Linked DNA regions of Anser cygnoides: regions 1 and 2 are each linked to region 3. A link is a contact called in public Hi-C data. All regions are on one chromosome and are shown on one strand. The core of a region is the stretch at or near the end of the contact, and the rest is flanking DNA. Distances in the headings are between cores, read along the strand shown.

What was found. Hi-C and Micro-C count contacts between places; a contact is called where the count stands out from the background.
Region 1: a Hi-C map of liver shows a contact between it and region 3, with 2.0 times the contacts expected there. The contact joins the promoter of CPB2 here to the enhancer-like site in region 3. A contact is called at or near these places in 2 of 7 Hi-C or Micro-C datasets (both in liver).
Region 2: a contact with region 3 is called in a Hi-C map of liver, with 3 times the contacts expected there. The contact joins two enhancer-like sites. A contact is called at or near these places in 3 of 7 Hi-C or Micro-C datasets (all in liver).

What each region holds. Positions count from the first base shown.
Region 1 is chr1:181,952,525-181,955,628 of Taihu_goose_T2T_genome, forward strand. CPB2 (carboxypeptidase B2) reads right to left here and starts at 1,710. Exons shown (of 11, transcript XM_013179591.3): 1 at 1,274-1,710. The coding sequence starts at 1,344.
Region 2 is chr1:181,130,604-181,134,145 of Taihu_goose_T2T_genome, forward strand. No RefSeq gene overlaps it. Among named protein-coding and RNA genes, the nearest start is that of CCDC122, 33 kb to the left of the region's middle. Within about 2 kb of position 1,423, at least 1 of the 3 cell types and tissues checked has open chromatin away from gene starts, as enhancers often do. A contact at or near this core is called in liver, where this site is marked.
Region 3 is chr1:181,501,046-181,504,177 of Taihu_goose_T2T_genome, forward strand. No RefSeq gene overlaps it. Among named protein-coding and RNA genes, the nearest start is that of NUFIP1, 41 kb to the right of the region's middle. Within about 2 kb of position 1,681, at least 1 of the 3 cell types and tissues checked has open chromatin away from gene starts, as enhancers often do. A contact at or near this core is called in liver, where this site is marked.

The sequences.
Region 1 (3,104 bases), core at 460-2,959, 450 kb after region 3:
GTCTTTTGGAGTACTGTTCCAGAAGAGAAGCCTCCCTGCTTTGTCTCCAGCTGGAAGCCTTCCTCTGGCTCTCAGCAGGTAGGATCACTAGAGGAACGCTGCCAGGATCTGCTCTTGTCCTCCCTGACCTTGCCATGTGCCTCTTCTGTCCTTCTTCTGTTTTGCAAGAGACACATGCTGCTTGTTTTACCTCATTCTTTCCAGTGGGAAATGCCATATTCTTCTGTAACGGTCAGATATTCAGTGTTTTGTTTAAACATTAAATAAATGAACCTCCAAGTAGCACAGAACGATATTGCTGAATTCACCTACGAGCTTATTTAACTGTCCCCCTACTTGAAACCCCACACCTCTGTAGCAATTCACAACAAAATATGATTGCAACGTGAAACAGGTGAACAATCCTGTTTTTAAGGCATAAACTTAAGAAGCATTGACCTGTCACAGTCCTGCTACTGACTAGGGGTGCAGAGTAACAGAGGGCCCTGAGACCCAGTTCCCTGTTACTTGTGTAGGTATTTGAGTTCAGGGAGCAGGTTGTGTTTAATCATGGTTCCTCTAGGTTGTTCAGCTTGCTTAATATCCCCACGTGAGGGGATTATCTTTTTAGTTCTACCTATTAAGACATTGAAGGTTTTAAAGCCAGCTGCCCATATAGAAAATAAAAGCACTTTGGCTGTCTTCCTCTCTGACATATGTTCTCATGTTTTAACAAAGCATTTGGTTGCAGGGTATTTCTGAAGTTTATCGATAGGTAACAATAAAGCTGCTTCTGAAACACTGTACAAATACAAAATGGTTATTCAAAAATGACTTATGACTGGAGAAACAATCATAAAAGCTGCTTTAGAAAGAAAACAGATTGTTAGCACTTTCTGAAATGGTTTCTCTTTCTACCTCAAGAAGTAATTCATTTAAGGTCTTGTTTTAAGGCAGACGAAGCAAATTATTTTTTCCCATTAAGTTTCAGAATGCCCTTTATTGGCATTCGAAAGCACTGAATGAACAGAATTGATTTGCACTTAGACTGAAAAGAATAGTTTTAATATGATTAAAAACATAGGATTTATGGATGCAAAGAAGACTTAGAATAATTTCATTTCCTCCACCATCTATATATTAAATTGAACCACAGACCCAATTACAAGAGCAATAAATAAATGTCAGCCTTTGCCAAATGTTTTCCTATGCAACTTGGAGTTACTTTACCTCAACATTTTCCCTGTCCCACTCACCATACACCGAGAGCCCAGTAGCCACAGAAGGTTTTTACCTTGGAAGAGTGAAGACATACTTCTCTTGAATCCAGATGAATAGGGTAAAAAAGAGCAAGTAAAACTTCATCTTCACAGCATCCACAATGAAACCCACTGCAATTGGAAAGCCCAGGGTTCGGGACCCACATTATTGATTTCAAAAATGTTATTTAAAGAGTGGTTAAAATTTAATGCTGCCCCTCACCTCAGCCCCAAGCTCGTGGTGGCTGAGTCAATATGACAGAAGTCTCTGGGCAGGTTCTGCTCATATTGAGGTCACCCAGCACGGAAAGGATAAGGTACATTTTGGACATTTTCATATTGACAAGTCACTTTGTCATTTGAGCCTTTGTTTTATTTCCTTGTGGCTATGAACCACAGACAGAAGAAAGAACACCAAGCACGATGGTTTTGTGATCCTGTCACATTTACAGAGGTCCAGCAGTGTGCTCTGCGTTCAGTACTCCTATAGCACATCACAGCTGAGCATGAAACTGGTTACAGGAGTGGCAATGAGGTTGTGAAGTCCAAATGGAAGAATCCTAAGCAGAAAAGATCCTTTTGCTGGTATTTGCTAGAGAGAGAACAAGGAGCAAGTGAGATGGATGCCTTCTTGCTATGGAGAGCTGTTCCTCTAGTTCCAGATGGAGCACCTTGACTGGGCTTCCATCTCCCACAGTTGGTCTCTACCTCTTTGGTTAACACTTGATCCATCCAAGGATTTCAGATTGCTTGTGTTGCTCCATATCCCCTTTTCTATGACATTCTGACATCCAGCTTGTGCTTTCCACATGCCACACTGAATTAGCTTTCCAAGGAAAAGTACTAGTGACTCTTTATCTCATTATTATTAATTTTTGCGTGCCTCAAGATTTGTCTCCCATGTTTCTATATGTGGTTGTCTGGACAGGACGTGCCAAAAGCTGAATGAATTTGACACATCCATGCTGTCTGATATAAATGTTCTTCAGGTGAATGGTGCCCAGCAAGATGACATGGTTTTGTTCCAGAGGGTTTTCTTTCCAGGAGAGGACCAGGGAGTGAATCCACACACATCCAGTGGGGACATCAGGGAGCCAAGACCTGGGATTGAACAGGGGAACTAAATTGTTTGACACTGTGACTTAAGGTTATAGCTATACAACTGGATGAAAAAATGCCTAGGAACAAGGTTAGGTAAGATGGACTAGGTTGCATCCACCAGCCTCCTCTCAAACAGCTCTGGAGTGGTCCAGATCAGAGCCATTGCTCCAGTTAGGCAGGCAACTGGGGCTTCAGAGCTCCAAATCAGTCCTGACTCTCTTTTATTTAGGAGGGCAGATATGTCTTAAAAAGTCAGACAGCTAAGTTTTAGATGGCTGAAGTCAGCAGAGGTGAACATCTCTGTGAAAATACACAAGCACCGAAAATCTCCAAACTATAAATATTGGGTTAAGCACAAACTGGGCACCAAAGTGAAACTAAAAAAAAAAGACTCACAGGAAGCTAAACCACTGGCACCTTACCTAGATTTTGCAGTTCCTCCTTTATCTTTTCTAGATGTTGTTCAAACAAACACGAAGTTCGGTAAGTCACACAGGCTGTTTCTGGCACGGGAAGTGGGCAGCGCTCTGCCACAGTGGTTGATTTTTAAACTGACGGTTCAGATGTGCTTCCTTCACGTAGGCAAAAAGAAGGTGCTGGCAGAGGATAAAACACAGGAGACAAAACTTGACCATCCAGTCGTGCTTGCATCTGGAAATGTCTGATGCACAGATACAAATTTAAAGAAAAATTGAATCTACAAAGATAGGTATAGCAGAAGAAACTGAAAAAAAAATGATGGAGTGGAGTTGCTGGTAACAAATG
Region 2 (3,542 bases), core at 173-2,672, 370 kb before region 3:
CCTCCCCTTTCTGTGGCAGAAGCCCCACCAGCTCCTCTCCTTGTTCTTCACCGTCAGAAAAGCAAAACGAAGCCTCTTCTGGAGTGTTGAGCAGCCTCGAGGTGACTGCCCAGCTGGGACACCCACCTGGTGACACACCACACCGTCTCCGAAAAGCACTGTACCTATGGGCACCCCTACGCTGTCAGGGCTTGCTGGGGGAGAAAGAAAGGTCACACAGCCTGGATGAACAGCATAGCTGCAGCCCCACAGTGCTTTGTTTAGGAAAACAGCTGCCTTTTTTTCTCCTGTGTGGTCTGAGCAACATGCGAGCAAGGACCAAAGCGCTTGCATGCCACGGTGGTGATATGAAAGCAGTAATTGCCTGCAAAAGCCTCACTTGTGTGGGGATCCCAGTGCAAGCATTGGGAAGTGACAGCCAGCTGTGTCCCCTGCCTTCCTCACGCTCCTGCTCACCATGGGGAAGGCGTGGAGTCACCTCCCACACCCGAGCAGTTCGCTGGTAATGTCCGTGATACATTTGCCCCTTCTGCCCTCATGTCCTGCTTCTCAGGGGCTTCCTCCTAGCTGAAGATACAGGCTTAGGGAATGACCTATCTGTCTGCCCAAAATTACAGGGGGAGGAAAAGTCCTTTGTGTGCGTTTTTCTTAGGATTTTGTTTAGTTTTGTTTTTGTGTTGCTAGCATGGCTGAAGATCCCAGCTGAAGCTGTATTAGGGGTTGTACCAGCACTTCATAAAAAGGTGGACATGTCCTGAGGACCCTCCCAGGAAGCAATGACAAGCGGTGGAAGTTGTTGAGAGAACAGGGAGAGTGTCTAATAAAACACACTAAAATGAACATCTGCTTTTTGGCTGGGGGTTACTGTAAATAAAATTAAATTGGTTATCTCTGGTTTCTGCACAGTCATTGTTTTATTCACATATCACAGCTGAGAAGGCAATTTGAGAGGGGAGGAAGAGTTCACTTCTAATACTGCTGGCTGAAACCGCATAGTAGCAGTAGAAATAGATTTTCTGTCTTCTTAAATTTTCAGATTAGGACTAGCTATCTTCTCAAGAGACCTTCCTTGGTCCAATGCAAGTCATTCGGCTCATTTGTAATTGCACAATCATAGGATAATTTAGGCTGAAAGTGACCTCACCATGTCATCTAGTCCAACCCGCTGCTCCAAGCAGCACAAGCTACGTCATGTTGCTCCGAGCTGTGTCCACTTAAGGACTGAGTGTCTCCAAAGATGGAGATAGCATAACTTTTCTATTTTTGTGCAGCTCTGAAAGGATGTCTTCTCTGTACCTTCCCCTTAGGTAGCTGGGGTCAACAGAACAGTCACTTCCCTTCAACAAACCCCAGCCTCTTCTCCCATGCCATGTGCTTCAGCACCTTGACCATTTGATGGTTCTCCTCTGGGCTCACACTAGTGAGCAACTTATCTTTTTTGCTAACTGATTTCACAACTTTTTTTCTTTTTTCCAGCAAAAGAATGGAGACTACCCTCTAGTCTCACCAGGCTGTGAACTCTACCCTTGACTTGCTGCCTCCTGTATTGCTAATAGAGCCCAGTGTCTGGCTGCCCGTCCTGCAGAAAGCGCACAGCGTTGGCTCACATTCAGCCTACTCTCCAACAAATCACCCTTACATTTTTCCCAAAGTTGCTTTCTATAAAATAAACCTGCAGCCTATACTTGTGCAAGGAGTAATTCCCCTGTCCCAGATGCAGGATATCGCACTTCTCTTTGCTGAGCTTTGTGGCTCTTGTCAGCTCATTCCTTCAGCCTGCTGTTCTTCTTCTGAACAGCAGTCCTGCCCTAGCTTATCACCTGCTCCCCCTGATTTGGTACCATCCATGAACTTGCTGAGAATGCACTCTGTCCTACCACTCAGGTCACTGACATTTAGCAATGCTCTCCCTGGTGTCTAGCCCAGAGGAACACCATTTGTACTGCTCTTCACAAACCTTCGAACCCAAAGGTTCAGCCAGATTTTAGCCCACCTTACTGTCCACTCCTGCAGTCAATATCTGACCCATTTGGTTGTAAGGACACTGTGTCAAAAGTCATCCTGAAGTCAGCACCTGTTGCTCTGCCCTTGTCCGCTGAGACAATCATCACAGAGGAAAAACAGGTGGGTAGAGCATGATTTGACCTTGGTAAATATCTGCTCCAAATCACTCTCTTGTCCTCTGTTCCAAATCACTCTTTTGTCCTTTGTGAGCCTGGAAATGGCTTCCTGGAGGATCTTCTCTATAACCTTTCCAGGGACTGAAAGGTGAGACTGAGAAGCTTGTAATTCCCTGGATCCTCCTTTCCGCCTTTCTTCAAGAACACTGTGACATTTACCTTTTCCCCATCATCAGAAACCTCTGCTGATTGCCAGGACCTCTCAACAGTGTCCTCACAGCTCTCTCAGCACCATCTGATGAAGCCAATCTTGTCTCATGGACTTGGGCATGTCTGATTGACTTAGGTTGTCCCCCTTGCTGAAGGCTCTGCTGTCACACCTTTGCCACCTTTAGTTGTTACCCCATGAGCCTAAAACCAGTAACTGCTGCCCACACAACCCACAGCCAAATTGGCAAGCTGCCCATTAAAATCAATGAGAATCTTTCTTTTATTTTCACATTGTTTGGACTTTGAACAAAGCCTTGTGCCCTGCATGTTTTTCTGATGTCTGACCAGGAGCGAAGGTTTCACTATAAACAACAGTGGGGAGCATTTGAATTTTTGCCTTCCAAAACTACTTTATGGCCCAGTCTTCCCTTTTTTGCTAACTCATGTCTCAATTTTATTTTCTTTTTTTTTTCTTTCTTTCTTTTTTTCAGAGAACAAACAAACAAACGTGCAAATAAACAAAAAGAAAGAAACAAACAACAACAGCAACAAAACCAGAAAACAAGATAAGTACCATAAGCCCATGGGATGCAAAAGACATTGAAACCCTGGCAGAATAAGGAGCCTCATTGTCAGCTCCAGGTTTTTTGTTATGTCAGTTGTTCTTGGAAGTGTTTGCAATCTTCATTCTCCTCTCACCCTGAAGATCATGTAATTCTGATGCCAAGATACTGTTTTTATATCATGAAAGGGATAAGATTGAGAGAAAATGGCTGCTAAAAGCAGAGATATACTCGGGAAACCAAATCTATTGTAAGCTGTTAGCAAAACCACACATGAGATCACTCTGAATGTTCAAAGAATACATGTTACTTTCCTGAGGGTGGAAGTGAGATTGAACAGTTTTTGAACCCATGCAGGATAGGACTCGGTAACCATATGTGCTTGGTTAAAAATATTTTATACTATAACAAAAGCAAAACCATCCCACTGAAAGGAGATGTTGGATCAGTTATCTGAGTGCAGCTGAGAGAGTGAGAAACCTTACTGATTTCCTGACCAAACACAGTGCAAGTCACTTTGCCGAAATACTTTATCTATGAATTTTAATAGCTTTGAGAATTTGAACCTTCATTTCTTCATCTATAAAATGATGATGTTGGCAATATCACATCTATGTCATGAGCTACTTGCATACTGTGTTACTGGTGA
Region 3 (3,132 bases), core at 431-2,930:
ATGGCTGCATTGCAACCCCTTCCGAGAAACAGCAGCCCCCAGATCACCTACGGGACAGGGTGCCCCCTCCAGAGAACTGTCCTGTGGGTGTCCCTGGGACACTGGGATGGGGCAGGCAGAGCTGCTGTGTGACTGTGGGGGAGATGGTCCCATGGGCTGCAGCTCCTACGTGATGCACAACTGCACAGTGTCACCCCAGGGAAGGCTGCGCTGCCGCTCCGGGCTCTGAAATAGCACCCACGGGCTTCGCCACTGACGGCTCTACACCTCTGAGGGTTCCCTGCATTTTCCCCAAATAAAGATGGAAATAAGCCCTCCTTGCAAAAAAAAGTCCCATGGACCCTCCTGCAGGTTCTCTCTACGTATCCTCCCCAGAAAAGCAGAAATCAAACTGAGTTTCTCATCCATACTGAGGGGTAATGAGATTCCCAGTGGGAGGGAGGACTAAGGAGCACCCCAGTCATTACACGGGTCATCGCTCGGGGATTGGAAAGCACTTGAACTATTTGGAGGCACAGCCTGGCCCCGCCTCACGGCTAGCTCGCTGAGCTCAGTAGCATGGCAACATGACGGAGCCGTGCCTCTCCAAGCTAATACCGCGTGGAGAGATTAACTGCAAACAAACAGCAACAATAACGGGCTCATTGAAATGCAGGGAGAGCCCGGCTGGAGCTGAGACGCTTCCACCGCCGTGAAATACCCCTCTGGCCCGCCGCTTCGAGCTTCTCCTCGGGCTGCTGGTCCGGGTGCCCCAGCATTGCCCAGTCCCACGTAGTCCCCCATTACGTGGTGGTCGCCGGCAGCTCCACACCTTGCCGACAGCAGCGTTGTGGGATGGTGGGACGAGGGCAGGGAAGTCCTCAAACTGGCCCGAAGCTGGGGCAGGAGAAGGGGAACGGGAAGGGGGTGAGATGCTGGAGGCAGGTGGCGAGATGAGGTGCAACTGCCAGCAGAGCTTCTGCAAGAGGCTGACCGACACACCACACAGAGGGGACTCGTCCCCTCCTCCTCCCCGCAGGCCCCCAGCACAAGTTACACAAGGCCAAACTTCAGATGTTTCTATTTTAAGAGAAACCAGGGAGGCTGGCAACTGCAAAATGAAAACGAGGGGAGGGAAGAAGTTGTCTAGCAAAATTAGCAACACATTTTCCTCCCTGCCTTCCAGAGTGCATGCCCCCTTCCAGCAAGCTGGGGTCTGCGCAGCATAAATTATTCCTGTCTAAATTTGAGCCTGTGCTGTTGTTCCTGCCAAGTGTTTACACTTGAAGGCCGTATTTTTTCAGGCGCAGATGACACTGGGTGACATGTGTCATCACAGTGCGTGTCCTTGAGAAATATGTGCTGTGCGATTGCTCTGATGTCCTCCAGGACGTGCTGCTCTCATGTGCGGAGACAGCGGTCGGAAGGTCTTGGTCAAGAGACTACTCAACGGGTCCGCCGTGCCAAAGCTGGATTAGGAGCTGGTGAAGCTTCCCGCTGCCAAGTGTCACTGAGTTCACAGATCACCGCAGAGCTGTGCGTGCCTTTGACTCGTACAGATAAGGTCTCTGGGCACCTTCTCCCTCAGATATCTCTGCGTTGTTGCTTCCCTCATGAATGAGAGCTGCCCCTCGCACTGCAGTCTGTAAGGCCACAAATTCATCCTCTGTCGCGGGTTCCTTAACATCCTGAAGCTGCTTCAGGTGTGCTCCTCGCAGCACAGCAGCACTAGCCATGGCCCTAAGGGCAAACAGAGGTGCCAGCTTGTGCTAAAATATTCGGTGGCTATTTTCATGTTCCCAAACTCACATTCCTGTTCACCCTTTTTGGCCACATGCAGCACCGAGACTGGAGTGCTTCGAAAAGACTAGGTGATCCCTTTATCGCTCGCATTCAGATTTCTGATCAACAGTGTGATCAACAAACTCAACAATTCGATGGCTGTGCAGGTCTATTTTGGTTGTGCCAAGTAGCAGCCTTTTATGGCTGGGGATGTGGCAACTCTATCCTGTGATCAAAACAAAGATCTCTGAGTTGGGCAAGCTCATCTGGCTCCTAATCAGCTTTGGCCTTTACCCCCTCGTAGGTCTCTGCCCGCTCTGAAGCATGCGGATTAAAATAAACAGTACATTTAAAGAGAAATCTTTGTGCCCCCTGGTACGGGGAAATGTTTTAAGTCACTGTCTTAAGCCCCGGCATGTCAAGGTTGGAAATGTTTTCGTTTCATTGTTCTGGCTCCCTATGGCCAAAGTCAACAACAGGCTGATGTGAGGGTTTGATATATGGCAGCCCAGCATGATCTCATCGTTGGGAGGTCATGGGATTAGTGCATAAAACGGTCAGATATGATTAATATTAGGCAGTACGCCTGAGCAGAGATGTAGGGTCTGTCACTGTGACTACGGATGGAAAGCCCAAGCTGGACGAAGGTCAGGCAGGGCATCGTGACTTTCCATGCAGTCAAAACCAGAGACCTCCTACCCCATGTGGTGCTACTGGAAGAAGAAAGCCACTTGTCCCAAAACGCCTCTCAGGGCCACCCGTCCACCCCACACACCCATCTGCTCCAGCAGCAGGCAGCAAATGGAGGAGCACACCTGGGCTGGGGGGCTGGCTTCTGCTGGCCTCTGCTATTTTTACGCAGTGGCTGTGAAAGCTTCCAGAATGAGACGCATGGCCACAATTAAACTGAGCGCATCTAATAGCAAACTATATCACAAATTGCAAAGCAAAACCACTTCATATTTCCATGGGGCTTGCAGGAAAAATAGCTCCAATTAATGAGGTGCATTGTAGACTTGTTTATATTCAGCCAACTCTGTTCAAGCAACAAATTATCTGTGCATGAATATGAGGCCAAATTCACCCTGTAATTTTTCATTTAGCCTTATTTTACAGCATGGGCTCTTCCACTGAGTTATTCGTGGAGCAAAACCTCCCTGGTTCCTTCCCTGTCCTCACTCACAAACTCCAGAGGCCTTGACAAGCGTTGCGCACACAACACACCATGCACAGACACTGCTTGGTAGTACCTGCTCCCAGCTTCAGAGCCAACCAGCAGAGGACTCAGTCATCTTTCTGACTTGGTTTGCTTCTCCCTGGACTCGTTAATCTCAGAATCACAGGATCACAGATGGCTGAGTCCGACAGGGG